Regions from separate parts of the Arachis hypogaea genome. Here region 2 is linked to region 1. The links are chromatin contacts, called in public Hi-C maps. All regions are on one chromosome and are shown on one strand. The core of a region is the stretch at or near the end of the contact, and the rest is flanking DNA. Distances in the headings are between cores, read along the strand shown. Region 1 overlaps LOC112750284 (a long non-coding RNA gene). Region 2 has its middle 36 kb from the start of LOC114925398.

Evidence for each region. A called contact is a pair of places that touch in the nucleus more often than the background predicts.
Region 2: a contact with region 1 is called in a Hi-C map of leaf, with 2.3 times the contacts expected there. The contact joins two enhancer-like sites. A contact is called at or near these places in 3 of 8 Hi-C or Micro-C datasets (all in leaf).

What each region holds. Positions count from the first base shown.
Region 1 is chr15:75,204,612-75,210,263 of arahy.Tifrunner.gnm2.J5K5, forward strand. It overlaps LOC112750284 (a long non-coding RNA gene), which reads left to right. Exons shown (of 2, transcript XR_003175613.3): 1 at 1-461; 2 at 649-2,167. Among protein-coding and RNA genes, the nearest start is that of LOC112750284, 2.9 kb to the left of the region's middle. Within about 2 kb of position 4,295, at least 1 of the 3 cell types and tissues checked has open chromatin away from gene starts, as enhancers often do.
Region 2 is chr15:75,254,922-75,260,673 of arahy.Tifrunner.gnm2.J5K5, forward strand. No RefSeq gene overlaps it. Among protein-coding and RNA genes, the nearest start is that of LOC114925398, 36 kb to the left of the region's middle. Within about 2 kb of position 4,425, at least 2 of the 3 cell types and tissues checked have open chromatin away from gene starts, as enhancers often do.

The sequences.
Region 1 (5,652 bases), core at 3,045-5,544:
GACAAATTTTCCGAAATAAAAAACATACTTTATTATTATTATTATTATTATTATTATTAATATGAAAAAGTTAGCCTCTACCCTCTATTCCTCCGTCGGCTAGCTTATTCCAACCGTTTAGATTTGTTGACCGTTTAAATTCCCAGACTCAAATTTAAATTCTCGTTTGGAAAATATACACGTTACAAATTATATCCCAGTTGAGAATTTCTCAAATCTTCCTCCTTCTTCTTCGTCACTATCATTCTGTTCCTACTCAATTCGTGGCCATGCCTTCTAACAAGTCCTTGCCATCAGTGGCATCAAATTCAAACTCTAGCCCAGCCCTAGAGGAAGTTCAGAAATCAGCAACCCTATCAGGAAGAGTTTTACCCGAAACCCATTCTCTATGCCCTCCCTAGTCGCAAACCCTACTAGTTCTAGATCCGTTTTCCCCAACACTCCCGCCAACAGTCCTTCAGGTTCCTTTCCTTTTTCCTTTCCTCTTTTATTTTTTTCCCCTCCTATTTACTTTATTACTGGTTGTTTGAAATGTGCTTAGATTTATGTCAAAAGATTTTTAGCTTTCTCAAAAGTCAAAATAGTTTAGGGATTCCGATTCACTACTTCATTTTCAATTTGTGGTTTTGGACTTTTGGTATCCTGTAGATTTTCAGGTAAGGAACAGTGTTGCCGGCAGAGAAAGTGGGGGGTCTTTGCGGTACGTTGATGACAAAGAAAATGGGAAAGATCAGACATTGAAGCCCGGGTTGCTTGAAGGACTCAAAGAATTTCATGTCTCCGACCATCTCTGCTTCCTGCAAGATTATTATTTCTCCGAGGAAAAAAGTGCTGATTGAGAGGAATGGGCCAGTTCCAGATTCTGTTCCATCTGCAGAGGCCAAAAACAACGTTCGCAAGGTAACTTTTGCAGAACCCTTGGAATGTGGTGGTGGCTTGCAATCAGACCACCTTGATCTATATTTGATGGGGTTCCAAATTTTGAGGAATCACATAGTAGCCGCTCTAGTTTGACATCTGAGGAAGAACATGATCTGAATGTTCTTTAGTTCCAAATAATGACACTGATTTGTCATTTGAGGCTGAACATGATCTGAATGTTCCTTTGGTTCTAGAGGATAAAATTGAGACAGAACCTTCATTTGAAACTGTTTTCCTCGATCATGATTGTGTTAACCTTGACCCAACTTTCAAGCTTAGTCCTACCCCACCTCCAGCTTCATCCACAGCAACCATCTTAGCTCCTCTTGATGCCGATCCCTTGATGCCACCTTACGATCCTAAAACAAAATATCTCTTCCCTAGACCGCAGTTTCTTCATTACAAACCTAGACCAAGGACGGAACTTTGCAGAGTATCATATCTGGTAGCTTCTCTGATATCACAGAGGATTCTCAGTCCGAAGAAGCTTCACAGAAGGAAGCAGAGGAGGTCTCTTCGGATGAGGCGGTTATGGAGGAAGAAAGCCAAGTTCTGATGAACCAAGTCCTGCAGAGGGAACCATTGAAGCCAACCCTAAGCGCCGCTTCTCTATGAAATCATTGGCTTTGGTCTGATTATTCTCCTCTCATTTGCTGTTTTCTCCATCTCAGTCATCAATTCTCCGGTGGTTCATCATACAGTGTTTGAAGACACATGAGGCTTATGAAGCGTCTCAACTTTCAGATTTTTGCAAGGGCCAACTTTGATCAATTCACCCAGTTTGCAAAAGCAAAATTCGATTGTTTAGCTCAGAGTCTCCATATCCAGTTTATTAAGTCCTTAAATATCTGAGCTGATATCCAAAGTTAGAGGACTACAAATTCATAGTTTGGCCCAGTTGCAAGACTACAACTTGACCGTTGTGCCGGATCATGTTGTGGTTAATCAGTACCATGTATTTCGTAGGGGCAAAAATGAAGTTGTTGATGCTGAAATCAACAGTACTTCACATTCAAGAAAGTGAAGTCATCTCATCCGCAACTAAGAGGGAACAGTAGATCGTCGATTGAAGAGCCAGGTCAGTAAACTTCTATTGGGACTTCTATTGATTATTGATTCGACTAGTAGCAACAAACTTGTATGATGGGGCCCCATGGAGACGCAGGAGATGGATGCAGGAGCCGCCAGCCGGATCGACCAATAAATGATAAGAGGGATGGGCTCATTCGACTAATTAGTGATCCCTGGTTGATCGGAAAGAGATGTCCCTAAAATATGAGGGGATTGGTTGATCGGAAAGCCCTCCATCGTACAGCAGGAGTAGGACATTCCATATAATTCAGATCCACTAGCTGTCACTCCTTGCCCTATTCGGTCTGAGTGCTTTAGATCCTCCACAACCAGAGCAGTCTTTGCAACTGACTGAAGCGGGAAATTCAGATGCAAAGCAAGAACAAGAAGGCAACGTTTATTTCAATGTTGAAGGTGTTTCAGAATTGGATGAAGTACTTAAGGGCCAAGCAGGAATTACCAGAGCAGGCAGGCTTTGCAACTGGCTGAAGCAGAAATTTCAGAAGCAATGCATTTACAAGAAGAGGATGCTCACTTCTTCGGTTTTTTCTTTCCTCTCTCACTAGGAGATGGTGCCAGGTTCAATATTGAAAAACCAAGTAACGAAGGTCTAGAGAATTTGCCTAGTTTAGGCTCAGAAGTTGAAAAAATTTATGCAACAGTAGATGCTGCAATCATCAGGAATGAAAGGAGATCTGAAACAACTGACATAACTCCACGTATGATGCTATATTTGCTGCTCTGTGGAGGTGCACTTATAATTGCTCTTGTATCTTTCAAGTTTTCAAGGAAAGGTAAAATCGGAAGCAAAAGGGTCACCAGATCTGTGGACCTTTGATTGGTAAGGAGTTGCATCCCAACAACTTCATTGCAAATTTCTCCAGAGACATCTCTCAGGCATACCCACAGAAATGGACGTGCTTAAACTTGAAGAGCATTGCCCTTCAGAAAATGAGCAGCTTTCAGCAGGGTTTCATCCCAAACCAGCTTTCAGCGTAGAGAAGAAGCGCAAGAAGCACTATATCATCATGGGCCTCTTCAGACTATTCCATGGGTTCGACATCATCCTATGGAAGCTTAACATTGTACGAGAAAATTCCAAGCAAGCAGGTATGTATTTTATTTCCCTTTATTGTCACAAAACCTAACAAAACATGTACTTTCTTCCACTATAAATTTGTTTCTTATAAAACTCTAAAAACTCTATTCATGGATCGGATCCGATCTGCATATCTGCGGTATTTATCCGAATTCGATCTAAAAATTATCGGATTCGCACACTAATCGGATCGGATTGCGAATTTTGTAAATAAATAAGTAAATATTCTTTTTATGATGTTGTATTATTCTAATTTATTATTTAAAAAAAATATGTTTAATATTCTTTTTATTAATATTTTTTAAATAAAAATAAACTTTTAAAAATATTTTTTGTATTTTGTGAATATATCTCGAATCGGATCCAATGTAGTTTTTAAGGTTGGATCCAATCTTATCCGCGTCTATGAGAACTCTAGAAAACCATAAAAAGCTCTAGAAATCACTAAAAAGCTAAAAACCCAGAAAAATCCTAGAAAATCCTAAAAATTTCTAGAAAGCATAAAAACACGAGAAAACTTTAACAAAATCCTAAAAACCATATTTTTTTTTTTGGTGACTAAATCCTAAAAACCATATAAAACCCCTAAAAACCCGAGAAAATCCTAAAAATCTCTAGAAAATGCAAAAAAAATCCTAAAAAAACCTTAAAAATCCAAGAAAACCCTAAATCTTTAAAAAGATATTGAAAACCAAAAAAAAAATTCTAATAAATCCTAAAAAACCGTAAAAATCCTAGAAAATACTAAAAAACCTGAAAAACTCCAGAAAACTCCAAAAAACTCTCAAAATCCCTAAAAAACCCTAAAAACCAAAAAATCCTCCTAAAAAATTCGCGAAAACCGTAGAAAACCCTAAAACCCCTAGAAAAACCCTAGAACCCTGAAAACCCCTAAAAAATTCTAGAAAACAATCTCATGGAGAGTTCGATCCTAGCTCAGGATGAACGCTGGCGGCATGCCTAAACATGCAAGTCGGACGGGAAGTGGTGTTTCCAGTGGCAGACGGGTGAGTAACGCGTAAGAACCTGCCCTTGGTGAGGGGAACAGCTGAAAACGGCTGCTAATACCCCGTAGGCTGAGGAGCAAAAGGAGGAATCCGCCCGAGGAGGGAGCGCGTCTGATTAGCTAGTTGGTGAGGCGATGATCAGTAGCTGGTCCGAGAGGATGATCAGCCACACTGGGACTGAAACACGGCCCAAACTCCTACGGGAGGTAGCAGTGGGAAATTTTTCACAATAGGCGAAAGCCTGATGGAGCAATGCCGTGTGGAGGTAAAAGGCCTACGGGTCGTGAATTTCTTTTCCCGGAGAAGAAGCAATGACGGTATCCGGGGAATAAGCATCGGCTAACTCTGTGCCAACAGCCGCGGTAAGACACAGGATGCAAGCGTTATCCGGAATGATTGGGCGTAAAGCGTCTGTAGGTGACTTTTTAAGTTCGCCGTCAAATCCCAGGGCTCAACCCTGGACAGGCGGTGAAAACTACCAAGCTGGAGTACGGTAGGGGCAGAGAAAATTTCCGGTGAAGCGGTGAAATGCGTAGAGATCGGAAAGAACACCAATGGAGAAAGCACTCTGCTGGGCCGACACTGACACTAAGAGACGAAAGGTAGGGGAACGAATGGGATTAGATACCCCAGTAGTCCTAGCCGTAAACGATGGATAATAGGCGCTGCGCGTATCTACCTGTGCAATGCTGTGGCTAACGCGTTAAGTATCCCGCCTGGGGAGTACGTTCGCAAGAATGAAACTCAAAGGAATTGACGGGGGCCCGCACAAGCGGTGGAGCATGTGGTTTAATTCGATGCAAAGTGAAAAACCTTACCAGGGCTTGACATGCCGCGAATCCTCTTAAAAGAGAGGGGTGCCTTCGGGAATGCGGACACAGGTGGTAGGTGGTGCATGGCTGTCGTCAGCTCGTGCCGTAAACGTGCCGTAAATGAGCGCAACCCTCGTGCTTAGTTGCCAACATGAAGTTTGGAACCCTGAGCAGACTTCCGGTGATACGCCGGAGGAAAGTGAGGATGACGTCAAGTCATCATGCCCCTTATACCCTGGGCGACACACGTGCTACAATGGCTGGGATGAGGGATCGCAATCCCGCGAAGGTGAGCTAACTCCAAAAATCCGTCCTCGGTTCGGATTGTCGGCTGCAACCCGCCTGCATGAAGCCGGAATCGCTAGTAATCGCTCCCGGGCCTTGTACACACCGCCGGTCACACTATGGGAGCTGGCCATGCCCGAAGTCGTTACCTTAAAGGAGGGGGATGCCGAAGGCAGGGCTAGTGACTGGAGTGAAGTCGTAACAAGGTGCCGTACTGAAAGGTGCGGCTGGATCACCTCCTTTTCAGGGAGAGCTAATGCTTGTTAGATAGTTTGGTTTGACACAGCTTCACACCCCAAAAGAAGCGAGCGAGCTACGTCTGAGTTAAATTTGGATATAGAAGTTTTCTTTCGTTTCTCGGAGGTGAAGCAAGTCTAAGTTCATGAGCTTATCCTAGGTCGGAACAAGTTGATAGGAGCTCTTTCTTTTTTTTTTTTTTTGCCCCATGTCGCCATAT
Region 2 (5,752 bases), core at 3,175-5,674, 50 kb after region 1:
TTTAGGCTTTTTTCGAGTTTTTAGGGTTTTCTAGGATTTTTTTAGAGTTTTCTAAGGACTTGGTTTTTTAGGGTTTTCTAGGATTTTTATGATTTTTTAGGGTTTTTAGGGTTTTTTAGGATTTTTTTATCTTTTTAGGGGTTTGCTTTTAGGTTTTTTAGGGTTTTTTAGTGTTTTCTAGATTTTTTATAGTTTTCTAGGGTTTTTAGGGTTTTTTAGGATTTTTAGGATTTTCTAAGGTTTTTTAGGGTTTTTATGGTTTTTTAAGAGTTTTCTAGGAATTTTTAGGGTTTTTCGAGTTTCTTAGGGTTCTTTAGGGTTTTTATGGTTTCTAGGGTTTTCTTGGTTTTTTAGGATTTTTGAGGGTTTTTTTAGGGTTTTTATGGTTTTCTAGCGTTTTTTTAGATTTTTAGTGTTTTTAGGATTTTTAGGGTTTTTTTAGGGTTTTTATGATTTTCTAGGGTTTTTTAAGGGTTTTTAGGGTTTTCTATGTCTTTTTTAATGTTTTAGGATTTTTTAGTGTTTTTAGGGTTTTTTTTAGGAATTTTAAGAATTTTTAGGATTTTCTAAGATTTTTTAGGATTTTTTATGATTTTCTAGGATTTTTTAAGGGTTTTTAGGGTTTTCTAGATCTTTTTTAGTGTTTTAGAATTTTTTAGGATTTACTATGATTTTCTATGATTTCATAGAATTTTTTAGGATTTTCTAGAATTTCTAGGGTTTTTAAGATTTTTAAGGTTTTCAAGGGTTTTTTTAGGGTTTCTTAAGGTTGTTTTCTATGGTTTGTAGGGTTTTCTGGATTTTTAGGATTTTCTAAGATTTTTACGCTTTTTTCGAATTTTTTAAGCTTCTTTAGAATTTTTTAGAGTTTTCTATGATTTTTTTAAGGATTTTAGAGTTTTTTAGGGTTTTCTAAAATTTTTAGGGTTTTCTAATGTTTTTAGAGTTTTCTGTTAACTTTAAAAATCTGATTATTAATTAAAATTATATACTAATTTTCTAAAGGAATATAAAATAATATTTATAATTTTAAAAATTAATAAATATGTAAAAAATAATATAAATTATATATTAATTTTTAAAGAAATATAAAATAATATTTACAATTTAAAAAATTAATAAATATGTAAAAAATAATATGTAAAATATATTTTAAAAGAATTATATAAACAATAAACAATTTTTTTAATTTTTGAAACAAAATAAAATTATTTTAAAAAATTATATAAACAATTTTTTACCCTTAAAATATTTAACATTTTGAAAAAAAAAAGTTATAAAATATACTTATATTTTGTGACAAAAAAAATTTGTTACAAACAATGTTGAATTTTGTGACAATTAATTTTTTGTTACAAAATAATTGGAGTTTTTGAAACAAAAAGATATTTTGTTGCAGAACAGTTGGAGTTTTTGAAACAAAAAAAATATTTTGTTACAAAATATTTCAAATTTTTGCAACTACTTTAATTTTTGTTACAAAATATTATAATATTTGTAACAACAACACACCAGCTCGCTACAAAAGCTAACATAATTTGTCACAAAAAAATAGATTGTTACAAAATATTATTCTTTTGTAACAATCACCAATTATTATTACAAAAAATTTTTTTTGTAACGATTTTAAATTTGATACAAAATTTTTGTTACAAATGTTCTATTTTCTTTAGTGATACATATTGTTAATTTACAAGCATTTCATATCAAATCTTATCCCTCTTACAGAACTTGCAAAGTTAAAGGCAAGGGAAACATAAATACTAAAACAATACAAAAATATCGTCTAAATAGAAAAGAAATAAGCTCTTCCGAATTTCGTCGTCCATAACCTAAAAAGAAAAAGACCTGTAGGGGAGTGAGAATATCGTCCTCACTAGTTCTCACTATAGGGTTAGAGAATTACTATAATAGGCTACATGAAAATAAAATCGTTACAGTGATTAATAACCACCTTATGCATCTTTTCAAAACCAAATTTTTAATATCGAAAATCCAAAATCCTTTCTAAAAGAGAAAACTATTAATTCTTCAAAAATCAAAAAGCCTTTTTAAAATTTTTTCCTAAACAGTATGAATGACCAAACTGTTCCAAGCATAGGTTCATTAAGTCTATACTGAACTAGTTTAGTTTTTCATACTATTCGAAACCAAAAACTCAAACCAAACACGGCCTTCGGCCCATCTCATAATCAACCACGGCCCAAACAACTCAATCCACAGCCAATCCATCACAATCCACCCAATTTTCAATCACAAACACAAGTAAGGTTCAAGCACAATCAAGCAGTTACTTCAAGTAGAGCAGTTAGCAATTAAACATAATTATTCATATAGACAAACCAATTACAATATACACACCCAAACAATGTCACATAGATGCATGTGATGCATGCTTGTCCTATTGGCTGTGAGCTCACGCGTCGATTCTGTTGCTAGACCCGACTCGGATAAGCGAGATTAAACCATCATCCTTACCTCCACAGTAAGCGGGATTAAACCATCCACCATCCTTACTGGGCACACAATACAATATGCAAGCGGGATCACGCCACCGCCCTTGCTAAACAATTTATCAATACGTGAGCGGGATAAAACTACCATCCTCACTGCAGGTGGGATAAAACCACTTTTTCTCAAATCAATTTCCTTTCTCAACAAAGTCACTTTTTGCAACATCTTTCCAACTCCCAAACGACATCAAACCCATGCCAAATTAAAAATCTCTTCTAAACTACTCAAAATCATTCATTTTCAAACCATTCGCTCAATCACTTTAAAATCAAAAGTTATTAATTAAAATTCACGACAAGGTCTCAAGACTTTAAGGAAAAAACGACCGACCTCATTTCCATAAATTCAGTAAAGATTCTTAAAAATCATTGTTTCCTTAATTCGAGTTATTCAAAGGAAGTTTCTAAATCAAATCATGTAATTTCAAACCAAGTTAAATCCAAAACCAATCTCATTTTCATTCTTAGAAACCAATTCTTTCAACCTTTTCCAAAAACATCACAAAACGACATCATTCAATCAAAGTCCATTTTCTTGTAAATTCATTAAAGCTCCTCTGAACGAATTCCTTAAGTCCAATTCAAAACATAAACTCTTTTTATAGATAAAATCGAGCTTAGGATAATACTTTTCTTAAGTTATTTAACATTGTAAAGTAATTCTTTTTTCTGAATAAATTAAAGCTCAAGACATATGTTTTTCTCAATTAAATTAAATTCGAAACATACAATTTCCTTAATAAATCAAATAATACGATTTCTCAAATTCAAACTTTTTAAATAACATTTTAAACAAAGTTTCAGATTTTATAGAAAATTCGGCAATACCTCCCCTAAAACTTGGACTTTGTCACCCTTTCCGAGTCCCAACCAAACCATTCTGCAACCCCCTTTAACGGGTTCAAAACCAAATCAATTCAAAATCAAGCTAAATCCAAAAGTGCATACCATTTTCATATTTCTAGAAAACCAATTCAAACTCAAATCGATTTCCAACAGATTAAAATCGATTTCAAAACTTTAAAGAAACACTTCAAAAACAGTTTGTTTCACAAACCCAATAATAATCCAGTCAAACAAGCATTCACATCCATCCAAGACAATCAAACAATACACAAGACTTATACAATTACCAAAGGTACATTTCTCATATCAGTATCCATATAAAACAATTCTAGATGAATAAGTTTAGTTTTCTAAAAAATGTCCCTACCTCGATAAGTCAAAACCATAACCCAAACGCCTCATAGAATTTCTTTCGTCTCGATCCGAATCAACGGCAACTGAAACCTTAGCTCCGCTTGCTTTCTCAATAGCAACATGCAAACTCAGTTTCTAATTCCTAAAAACATTAACATTGTGGAAATCTTAAAACACATAACAGAGAATTAATGGCGAGGATTCCGAGATAGAAACACTTACTGGAATAAAGGACGACGCAGCAGCCACAGCAACACTTACACGACATGCAACATCAGAACTACGAAACCTAAAAGTTTTTAACCAAACATACCCGAACACTAACGCAGGGGTTTTCAAAATGTACTGTAATAAGAAAACGAAGTAGTGGCGGTCTCTGAACCAGTTTGGCGGCAGTTCCGGCAGCCACCTCAAGCGGCAGCGGCGACCAGACTCCGGTGACGGCAAATGAAACAACATGCAGCAACAATAAAGCTCCCAAAATCTCAAAAGAAACGAAACCCAATACTTAAAACCTTACCGGCAGTGTTTTCTGGTGGCAGCAGCGGGGTTTCGGGCAGCAAAAGCGGTTGTGGCTGGGCACAGATCTCCCCTCACTCTCCTCTGCTCCCTGTGCACTCTCCTCTCTTCTCTGTGTGACACGACGGCTTCCCTCTCGACGGCACAACGGCGGCAGTGACAAGTGGGGCGACGGACAGCAACGGCGGGTGAGACACGACGGCGCGGGACATCGGCGACAGCTCCTCAGCTCGCACTCCTCCTCCCCTCGGTGGTGTCAACGACGACGGCTCAGCGGCTGGACGCACGGCAGCAGTTCTCTCTTCTCTTCGCGGCCCTGCTCGGCGGCACTGTGACGGTAGTTACGTGACGGCGGCGGCGAGCTCCCTGTGCTGGCGCGGCCTTCTCCCTTCTCTCTTTCTTCTCTCCGTCTCCCTTACTCCCCGATCTCCATTTCCCTTTTCTTTCTTCCTTTCTTCTCATAACCGTGTCTGTGTGTCTGTTGGTGAGGAAGAGGGTGAGTGAGGTGTGTGAGGGTGTGTGCGGCTGAGAGTGAGAGGTGAGTGCGTAGTGTAAGTGTGTTAGGGTTTGGAGTGGTGTGGGTTAGTTTAGGTATTTTTATAAAAATAAAGGTAGTAGCATAGTTGTCAGAACCGACCCGGTGATCGAACCGGTCAGGTTACTGGGTCACTGGGTCACTGGTTCAACCGCTGGGTTACTGGTTGAACCGGTTGACTCGGTCCTATGTAAATAAAAAATAAAAAATAGTTAAAAGTTTAAAATTAAAATTTAAAATACATATTTTTACTAACATTTTAAAATATCAAGTTATTTTAAAACAATATGGAACATGAATTATAAATATTTTATTATTTTTACTCTATCATAAATATTTTTATTTTGTTTTTATATTAAAATAACTATTATTTTTAAATTTTAATAATTTATTAATTAGTTTATATCTTTTATACTATTATATACTACAAGTATTTATTAAAAAATAATATTAATAGATATTATATAATTATAAAAAAATAAGTGAGTTTATCATTATTGTTAAATAAAAATATAATTAATTTAAGAAGGAGTGAATTTATAATTAAAATTAAAATAAATTAAATAAAAGTAAACTATTTGATAGAAGATATCTATATGTATTATAATTTGCATATGTTTTAATAGAAAACATAATGGTCTGGTGGTTGTGGAGCATTTTGGTTTCCTTGAGGACAAGGGTTCGAACCCTACCTCAAGCATTTTGGAAATATTTTCTTCCAAACGGTTCGGTCAGACCACCTCACCGGTTTTGACCAGTTCGCACCGGTTTTGACCGGTTCGCACCGGTTCGTACTGGTTCACACCGAATTTGACCGGTTCAATTCCTTGTGCAATTCAAACATTGGACCGGACCAGTATAGGATCCGGTTCACCGATTTTCCGGTCGAACCGGCCGGTCCGGTCCGGTTTTTACAACTATGGGTAGTAGTGTAATTTTATAAAATAATTAAAAAAATAAAATAATAATTAAAAGTCAAATTAAA